Regions from separate parts of the Gossypium hirsutum genome. Here regions 2 and 3 are each linked to region 1. A link is a contact called in public Hi-C data. All regions are on one chromosome and are shown on one strand. Each heading gives the region's core, a stretch centred on a gene start, on an enhancer-like site or on the middle of the called end of the contact. The rest is flanking DNA. Distances are from core to core; before and after follow the strand shown.

Region 1 (3,030 bases), core at 237-2,736:
TTAGGTTTTAGAATTATTTATGACATCTGATTATATATATTCAATTAGTTGGACAAAAGGTAACCATGTTTATGGTAAATGGTGCATTGCATGTGCTTCTGATCTCCCACTTATTTGGGTCACACTCCCACCAACATACATTTCTATGTCCATATTTGAGGACTACAATTATATATATACACACACTAATTAATCGCTTGAAAATGTTTTCTTCTTTATATCACATATCCAACCTGAAATGCATAAGTTGCAATCAAAACAAAACATACCTCTTCAAACCAAATTCATTTATGAATTATTTTACTTATAAGATACTTTATTTTAGAAATTGAAGTAAATTAAACTCTATGTGATGGCCTGATAGTCAATGGTGTTCATCACCTTAAGTATAACCTGGGTTCGAGTCGTGCTAGTTGCGTTAGTTGTTAGAATTTTATCCTGTTATTGTAATTCAAAAAGAAAAAGATATTCGAGTTTACCCTATTATTATAATTCAAAAAAAAAGATAAAGTTAATTTTTTAATAAGACTAATTTAATAATCTCAATATAATATGGAGCTGACCAATACTTTGACCAATAATATTGTGTCATGTAACATATTTTCATATCATATTAAATTGGAATTGGAATTTTACAAGATTATAATCAGTTCAATTTTTCTCTTTTATTTGATTGAAATAAACGGAATTTAAGTGGGTTAAACTTATCATCAATGAAGTAAACCTAATAATTGCAGAGAGAATTAAACTTAGATCATGAGTCGAGTTAGGTCGATGTCAAATTTTAGGTCTATTTCTTAAGTTTGGGCTCGACTTGACTTAAAAAATGAGTCTAAAATTTTATCCAAGCTTAGTCCAAATAAAAAATACTAAACTTGAGTCCAATTTGACCTGGCCGTATTAAAATTTTATATTATTTTTATATAAAAATAAATTTAAAAAATATAATACATCAAATATACTAAAAATATTAAAATAAATGTTTCACAACAAATTTAAAATATATTAGAAAAAGTATTGATACTTGTTAACACTAATAGTTTCAACTTAACAAACAAATGCCTCTAAAATTGTAGGAAAATTAACAATAAAACAAGAGTTATACAATATCTAAACAATAACAATAAGATAGTAATAATATAATAGCAAAATGGTAATAAAACAACAACAAACAACAGCAAAAAAAAAACTTTTAGACAAATCGGGTCGAGTTTGGGCAAAAAATTCTTATTCGACGCCTGACCGATTTAGAAACAGGCCTTATTTTTTATCCAAACTAATTTTTTGGGCCCATATTTTTGCCGAAATCCTTTCACTTTTCAGGCGGACCTTCGAGACTGAATGGGTGTCCCGACCCATGTTAAGTGTAAAGACAATATAACTGCTAATCATAAAAAATATAAAAATAATACAAATAGGAGATCATAAATTGTTGGGTTTTCAAAATATTATATAAATATATAATAGAAGAATAGATAGATGAATGAAAAATTAAATCCCAAGTTACATAAAGAATAAGAATAGGAATACAGAAATACACAGCTTGTGATGTATAGAACGAAGTTAGTATTAAAGCATGGAAAAAGGAAAAAGGAAAAAGAAAATAAACAATTTCAACAAGCGGACCCCACCACACATGGCCCTAATCTCCCGTTCTTTAGCCGCTCCTCTCCTCTCCTCTTCTTTTCCCTACATCATCTCTTTCTTCTTTTCTTCTTTCTTATCGCTGTATGCTTCTATTTCTCTATATAAAATCTAATCTCTTCCATTCCACCTTTCAGCTTATAAATATATATACACACACATATTACATATTACTACTCTTTTTCTACAAATCCACTTCCACATTTTCTGAAACTAAAATAAGAAAGATGGGATTACAAAGCCAGCTGAGCGACGTGTCCTCAGATTCGATCCCGCTTCTTCTCGTAGCAATAATCGCTAACTGCGTCGGTTATCTCCGAAGACTCCTCTTTGGTTCCCTCCATTTGATTGGCCTTCTCCCTTGCCCAGACCAGCCCACTACCATCGACGATGTTGGAGTCCTTGGCTCCGGCCTCGCCAGTCTCATCGTACTCGCCGAGCAGCTCAACTTAAACAAGGCTTTCTCCTACAAATACTGTGGCGGCGCGGGAGGAAAGGGCTCTGATTGTGTTGTGTGCTTGTGCAGCCTAAGAGATGGGGAGCAGGTGAGGAAGCTCGATTGCTGCCATGTATTTCATAAGGATTGCTTTGATGGTTGGCTTGATCAACTAAAATTTAACTGCCCGGTTTGTCGATCCCCTCTCAAAATCGATCAGCGCGTCGGTTTCACGCGGAGACGCGTCGGTGAAGATTTGCTTGCCTGGTTTTCTTTGGGTTAATTAGATTCCGACCAAGATTTTAGAAATTCTGGTATTTTTGGCCCCCCCTTTCTTAGGTTCCGGCTGGATTGGATATTATTTTGTTTTCAACTATTTGTTTTGAGAGGGTTGTCATTCAACTTTCTTTCTTACAACTATTTTTCTTTTTCTTTTTAGAACCCTTTTTCTCCATCGTAGGGTTTTTTTTCCCTTAGAAATTTTTTGAAGAATTTTCTTTTTCACTGCTGTAAATAGTCCTTTTTTATTTACTTTTTTGTATTTTTTTGTCCAATAAGAAAATAGTTATCTTGGTGTACAAATTATCAATATCAGATTGCTATTTATTTACATGAAGTAGTGAGGGTAAAGATGCTTTATGATTTTACTTTTATGGTAATCTTATTAATTTATTATTAAGGTAAATAAAAAAAAGCATATTTTATGTGATATTGTTTGAAAAAAGAAAAATAAGAACCCAAGTTGTTTTAGATTTCAAGATAATATTAAGATAATAGGGGAGAGAAAAGAACATTTAGAATTTATGGTAACTACAAAACAGGTTGAGTTTTATAAATTAGAAAAAAACATATTTGATGTCATAATTGACTACCATGTATAGGAGTTTCTTTATCATCTTCTCAAAAATTGTCATTTAAATCTTTTAATTTTTTTAAAAAATTTTTAAATT
Region 2 (3,030 bases), core at 391-2,890, 160 kb after region 1:
ATGAATTTAACAACAATTTAACACATTTCATATTCAATTCAATCCAATTCACATCCTAAGCAAAATTACCATTTTGCCTCTATACTTTTAATAAATGACGATTTCATCACTAGGATCAGAAAATGAAATTCATGCAATTTAATCCTTATTCCAAGACTAACTGAATTTTTCATATAACAATAACAGTCCATGTATTTCACAAAATTCAGAATTTTTCCATGAATTTTACATCTTTTTAATTAAATCCCTAAATCACAATTTCATGAAAATTTCATTTACAAAAGTTGTTTATCTATCAACAACCTTTCATTTTTTACCATAAATTTCAAAATTTTAGCATACTTATCCATGGAAAAATTTTAATACTTTGATAACTTTGCAAATTGATCCCCAAAATAGATAGATTAAGTTATTATGATCTAGGAAATGTAAAAATTTCTAAAAAGGTGACATGATTACTTACGCAATTAAGCTTGCTTGAAGTTCTCTCTTAATTAGGGTTTCCATAGAAAATTTTGGGGAAGATGATGATATAAAATGATACTTTTATCTTTTAATTAACTATCATCTTTTATTTTTCCCACTTTCCAATTTAGTCCTTTTCTTTTCTTAAATTTCCATGGATGAATCATCATAAATATCTACTAACTTCTCTTAATGGTCTATTTTCCTTACAAGGACCTCAAATTTTGAATTCTATAGCTATTTAATCCCTCTAGCTAATAGAATTCAACTTTTGCACTTTATACAATTTAGTCCTTACTGACAATTAAACATGAAATCAGTAAAATTTTCTTATCAAAATTTTCATACGTCTTTCCTATCATAATGCAGACCATGCATTAATATTAAAATAAAATTTCTTCCTGACTCAGATTTGTGATCCCGAAACCACTGTTTCGATTTCACTGAAAAACGTACTGTTATAGAGAACAAGTGAATAAATCGTTTAATTCAGATTTAGAATAGTATGTGAAGTCTAGGTGGATTCTTTCCTGAGTATTGTCTTTCTTAGTTAAATTAGATTAGTAAATTTAGATTAAAAACAATCACCCCAATTTGTCGGCTAAATAATAGAAAAACGGTAATTACTAGTACTTTTAGTCCTCGTGGATACAATATTCCCTACTCACCATAACTATACTATTGTTCGATAGATGCGCTTGCCTTAGTCGTATTTATAGTTAGTTTAGTGACCATCAAATACTCTTTTGAAAACTTTCAAGTTGATCAAACAAATTTTCAATTTTAGACAAAGGATAATTTATTATTTATATTAATACATATTTTCATTTAATATCCTTATTATTTTTATTCTCACCTCATCATAACAATTGTAATTAATTAATTTTAATTTTATTATTATAATATCTAATTTCATCTTTAAAGTAATTAATTTTACTGCAGTCACTATTTTAATATTATCGAAATGTATCCCACCCTCGTTCAAATGAACCATTAGGTTTAAGATGTAGCATGTGGAGTAAGGAAGGAAACATAAATTTGTCTTTGTCCCACCATTGCTGCAATTATCCGCCAATAGCATTCCTTTTATAGGTTATACTGGAAGGTCGTTTCTTTGTGTTTATCATCAAAACACTGCGATTAAATTAAAATTGAAATAAATCGAATTTTGAACATGACCTTTTTTTTAGCACAAAACCCAGAATATAAAACAAATAACTCAATGAGTCGTTGATTGCCTTAATCCTTTCATCGTCACCAAAAGCCAGCCAAGACAGCAACGCTTAACATTACTTGTAATAATCATCCTACTCAACAGTTACATTCTTCCTTTTTTTTTTGTCTGAAATTCTTGGCATCCCTTAATTACATTGTGTCAGACTCCCACGAAAAAGTAATCCCCCGGCAAAAAAAAAAAAAAACATTGAACTTAGCCGTGTATATCCTTTTATTCTTAAAAATTATATTTAGTAGCCTTTGCTGTCCTATCCTAACTAATAATTGCTCTGGTCTCTGCAATAAGTTCAGAAGGGGACCCACTGAAGGAGTTAAGAACAACACCCCCATATCAAGTTATTGACCTTAGGAGAAAACAGGAGACTGAATCCTGAGACTGAAGAAGAAGCACTAGACATACGAAGGGTAGTATTTTCTTTTTTCTTCACAAAGATTTGATTGGCTGAGGCTTTTCTTATCTTATCCTCCAGAAAAAAAGGAAGTCTTTTTACAGACAAGGAGGCCCTTTTTGAAGTGGGTATTCGAGGGGATATGGAAGAAGAAGATCGGATTGAAGAGAGTAGCCGCGTGAGACTGAGGGGTAGAACTTTCAGTGGTGGAGGGGTGAACGAGTCAAGGTGGGTGGATGGTAGTGAGGTGGACTCAGAGTCACCTCCTTTGTCATTGTTTGATGATAACGAAGCCAAAGAAGGGTATGGATCTTTGAGGAGGAGACTGGTTAAGAAGCCCAAAAGAGTTGATTCATTTGATGTTGAAGCCATGGAGATTGCTGGTACTCATGGTCACCACCCTAAGGTATTGAATTTGTTTTATCTCCATTTCGTGAAGATTCTGCACTTCGAAGATATTTGCATATGATAATGCTTTTTGTTTCTTTTACTCTTCAATGTTAATTCTTGGAACAGCTCTATTTTTCAACTTCTGATATATACTCTTCTGATATATAAATGAGTTCAGCAGTGGGAAGAGATTCATTAGACTCATTGCTCTAGCAAGTGCTGTGATTGAAGGGTCCTCAAGTTTCTGTTATATTCATTTGGCTCAACTTGGCTCATTTATGACTTTTATATGGACTACAAATTTGGGCAAGTTTTTTCTTGTTGGTATATAGAGAAAATAGTGTCTTTCGATCAACGGTTGAGAGGAATTAGTACCTAAACCTTTACTTTCTAGAGGAGAAAATGATTAGGGTCCAACAGACTATAGCTAGGGAATTATACAAGTTGTTTTTCTTTCGTTAGTGATTAGCTTTTTATACTGAGAATGCATGTATTTCTGTCATTGAAAGTCAACTACGGACCTTATAGTGTCTTCAATAACTTAAAAGAA
Region 3 (3,030 bases), core at 219-2,718, 140 kb before region 1:
AGAACTTCCATTTAAACTTCAAAAGGCACAAGTTAACTACATAAAATTGACTTACCACTTGGCAAACCGAGCACCTTGTTTGTAGTACTCGGCAGATCTTGATGACAATCCATCCAAGCCTTGGCACCAAGATTCATTGTTTGATCCAGGTAGAGGAACCAAACCCTGAAACACGTGAATATAAAAGATTGAGTTAATGAGTACCCCAAAAGGAATTCATACGCATATAAATGTAGAAATTCGGTAGTGTCACCTTATCTACTTTGATGCCAGGTACGATTTTCTGGTCGTGCAAGACATCAACAAACTTCTTCCCATCTGTAGTTGACTGGTAAAGTGTTTCCTCGAAAAGAATGGCACCGGAAATATATTCTCCGAGGCCAGGAGTTGTGAGCAGAAGCTGTCTGTAAGCCTGGCGGTTGGGTTCAGTATTGTCTAAGCCAATAGAAGATAATCTCTTCCCACATGTTGCATTCGATTCATCAATTGCCAGTATTCCACGACCAGGTGAAGCAATAGTTTTCTACACCATAGAAAGAAACAAATAGAAAACAATTTATCACAGTTTCCTTTCACCAGGCAACTTCGCCAACCCAAAAATTCTCTCATATAATTCTCCATTCGTGGATTCAAATTATGATTGCAAATCGGTCACAGTATCAAACGTAATAAATATTGTTGCGATTAATTGCAGTAAATAATGAAAGTAATATTGTGCTGCACCCGGCTATTTAAAATTTTAAATCTCCATGTCTCCATCAAGCATCAATGAAAAAGAACAGCTATAATGTCCCTAGTTAAAGGAGTCATAAATCAAACTTCGTATTTAGAAAGGAACTCCATCAATATCTTAAAGCTTCCTGTAGTCACGGAAAGACACAGAAAACCAGAATTTTTATATATGAAAACAAATACTAATATATAAAATAACGAAATCATTTTTATAATTATTTCATCGCAGATGCAACTGATTTACAAGCAAAACTGAATCACAGTTTACAGGTTAAAGAAAAATAATTGGATTTCACGACTAATGATAGATCTTTAGCCAACAAAAAAAATTCTAATAAAAAATCATATGAAATAATCTAGTAGAAACATAAAAGAGAACAAAGAAAACACTAACGGCGGTTTTGATGAGTTCGTCGGTGTAAGCGCCAGCACGGATCGGGAGTGAGACTCTGCGAGTGGCGAGCCGAGCGGATGATCCGGAGCGTTGAGGGAGAGACTGCTGGCCACCGATCCAAGAGGATGACGGTGCGTTGAGTTTAGCAAAGCTAACACATGCCATGGTGGGGCAATGAAGAAGACAAATCGGGAAAGAGGACGAGAGGGGAGTTCGATTATTACAAAGAAAAGGGCAGGTGGGTTAGGTGGGGAGAGGCTTAGAGTCACGTTTGGGTTGTTGTTTTTATATATACTGTTTTTGCCTAGGAAAATCCGGAAGTGGGGAGTTGAATGTTTACGATGAGACAGAAACACGCGGCGTTACCAAACAGTTCTTTATAATCCTACATTTACTACATTGCCCACTTTGATTTTACCCTTTCAGCCTTTGTCCTTCATATTTCATTTTGGACCTTTTACCCTCAATTTTAACATTTCACTTTAATATTTTGCAAAATACTTCTACAGTTTTTATTATCTTGTATAAACTATAAAATAGTCACTTACGTTTTATTAAGTTTATGTTATAGTCACTTAATTTTAATTTATTATAATTTAATCATTAATGCTATCATTTTGTAACATTTTAATCACTGTGTCGTTATCCACCATTAGAGGTGTAACGAAAATACGCTTGGCACAATTTTATTGTTAAATGTTGACGTGTTATCCACGTCAAGGCCACATAATTAAATACATCTTTTTCTTAACCGTTTGTTTACTTTATTCCCTCTTCCAACCCGACTATTTTTTTTCTACTTTATCCAAAATGAAACCCAAAGATCAATCTTAACTCCATCCTCACCACCATTCGAGACTCCACTCTTAACCTTGATAAATATACTCCATAACCCAACCTAAACCGAGAACCAATAACTAGAAGCATTCCTACTGTCAACTAAATCAAACCCATCAACAAACATCACCGCCTCCATTGTTGACCAACCCCATTTGCGACATCCCATGCCATCTCTTTATCTATTAAAACACTAAATTAAGAGGATTAACACTCATCCAGTTAACCATAAGAGAATAAGAAATTGAAAAAGGGAATTCGCCAAGCAAGTTCGATTCTTGCTTTGTTTTTTTCTCTTATTTATAATTTCTTTTCAAAATACCTATTTATAATTTCTTGATCCTATGAAAAAATCCCCCACAAAATCCCTATTTCAACCAATAATCTTAAATATTATATTTCAAGTTTACACATAAATAGTTACTCGTACAACAATATAAGCTTTCAAGAATAATTAAATAATTCAACCCCTATTATGTGTAACAAGCCAATTTTCAGTGGTTTAGAGATGACGATTTCAGAACCCCATTCTCGTACATCGAGTCGTAAATATTAATATTTAATATTTACGAGGCTAGTATAGAAATATATTAAAGTTTGGTTTGGTAATTTTGTTGAATTGATAGTTAATTAAGGTAGAAGGACTAAATTATAAAAGTTTATCACTATAAATTTTTAAATAGCCAAAGGACTAGATATGTAATTAGACCATTTCTAAATGGCCAAGTGGTGGTGGATGATGTTAGATTCCACTCACTTGGGTTAATTATGCTTAAGGCTTAAATCGATTAAGGTTAAGTAAATAAAACTAGGTTAATTAATTTTAACCAAAGTAAAAAAGACAACTTAGTGCTTGTCATCTTTGTTTTTCTTCTTCTTCCTCTCGAATGTACACCAAAGAAAACCTAGAGAAAGTCATTTGCAAACCTCTAGCATTTGACCCTTATTTAGGTATGATTTTTAAGTTATTTTCTTGTAATTTTTTTTATCTTTTTGAGGTTATAAAAGCTTGATTTAGTTAGCCTATGTGCCAATTTTTAAAAATTTTAAAGTTTCTGAAAGTTTCC

The links. Hi-C and Micro-C count contacts between places; a contact is called where the count stands out from the background.
Region 2: a contact with region 1 is called in a Hi-C map of leaf, with 3 times the contacts expected there. The contact joins the promoter of LOC107903978 here to the promoter of LOC107903974 in region 1. A contact is called at or near these places in 6 of 34 Hi-C or Micro-C datasets (callus and leaf).
Region 3: a contact with region 1 is called in a Hi-C map of leaf, with 1.8 times the contacts expected there. The contact joins the promoter of LOC107903807 here to the promoter of LOC107903974 in region 1. A contact is called at or near these places in 3 of 34 Hi-C or Micro-C datasets (anther, leaf and petal).

Annotation. Positions count from the first base shown.
Region 1 is chrD05:46,701,647-46,704,676 of Gossypium_hirsutum_v2.1, forward strand. LOC107903974 (E3 ubiquitin-protein ligase RHA2A) reads left to right here and starts at 1,487. Exons shown (of 1, transcript XM_016830211.2): 1 at 1,487-2,690. The coding sequence starts at 1,731. The coding sequence ends at 2,363.
Region 2 is chrD05:46,862,319-46,865,348 of Gossypium_hirsutum_v2.1, forward strand. It overlaps LOC107903978 (putative potassium transporter 12), which reads left to right and starts at 1,641. Exons shown (of 9, transcript XM_016830215.2): 1 at 1,641-2,496. The coding sequence starts at 2,233.
Region 3 is chrD05:46,563,936-46,566,965 of Gossypium_hirsutum_v2.1, forward strand. It overlaps LOC107903807 (fructose-bisphosphate aldolase 3, chloroplastic), which reads right to left and starts at 1,469. Exons shown (of 6, transcript XM_016829975.2): 1 at 1,127-1,469; 2 at 254-523; 3 at 56-165. The coding sequence starts at 1,291.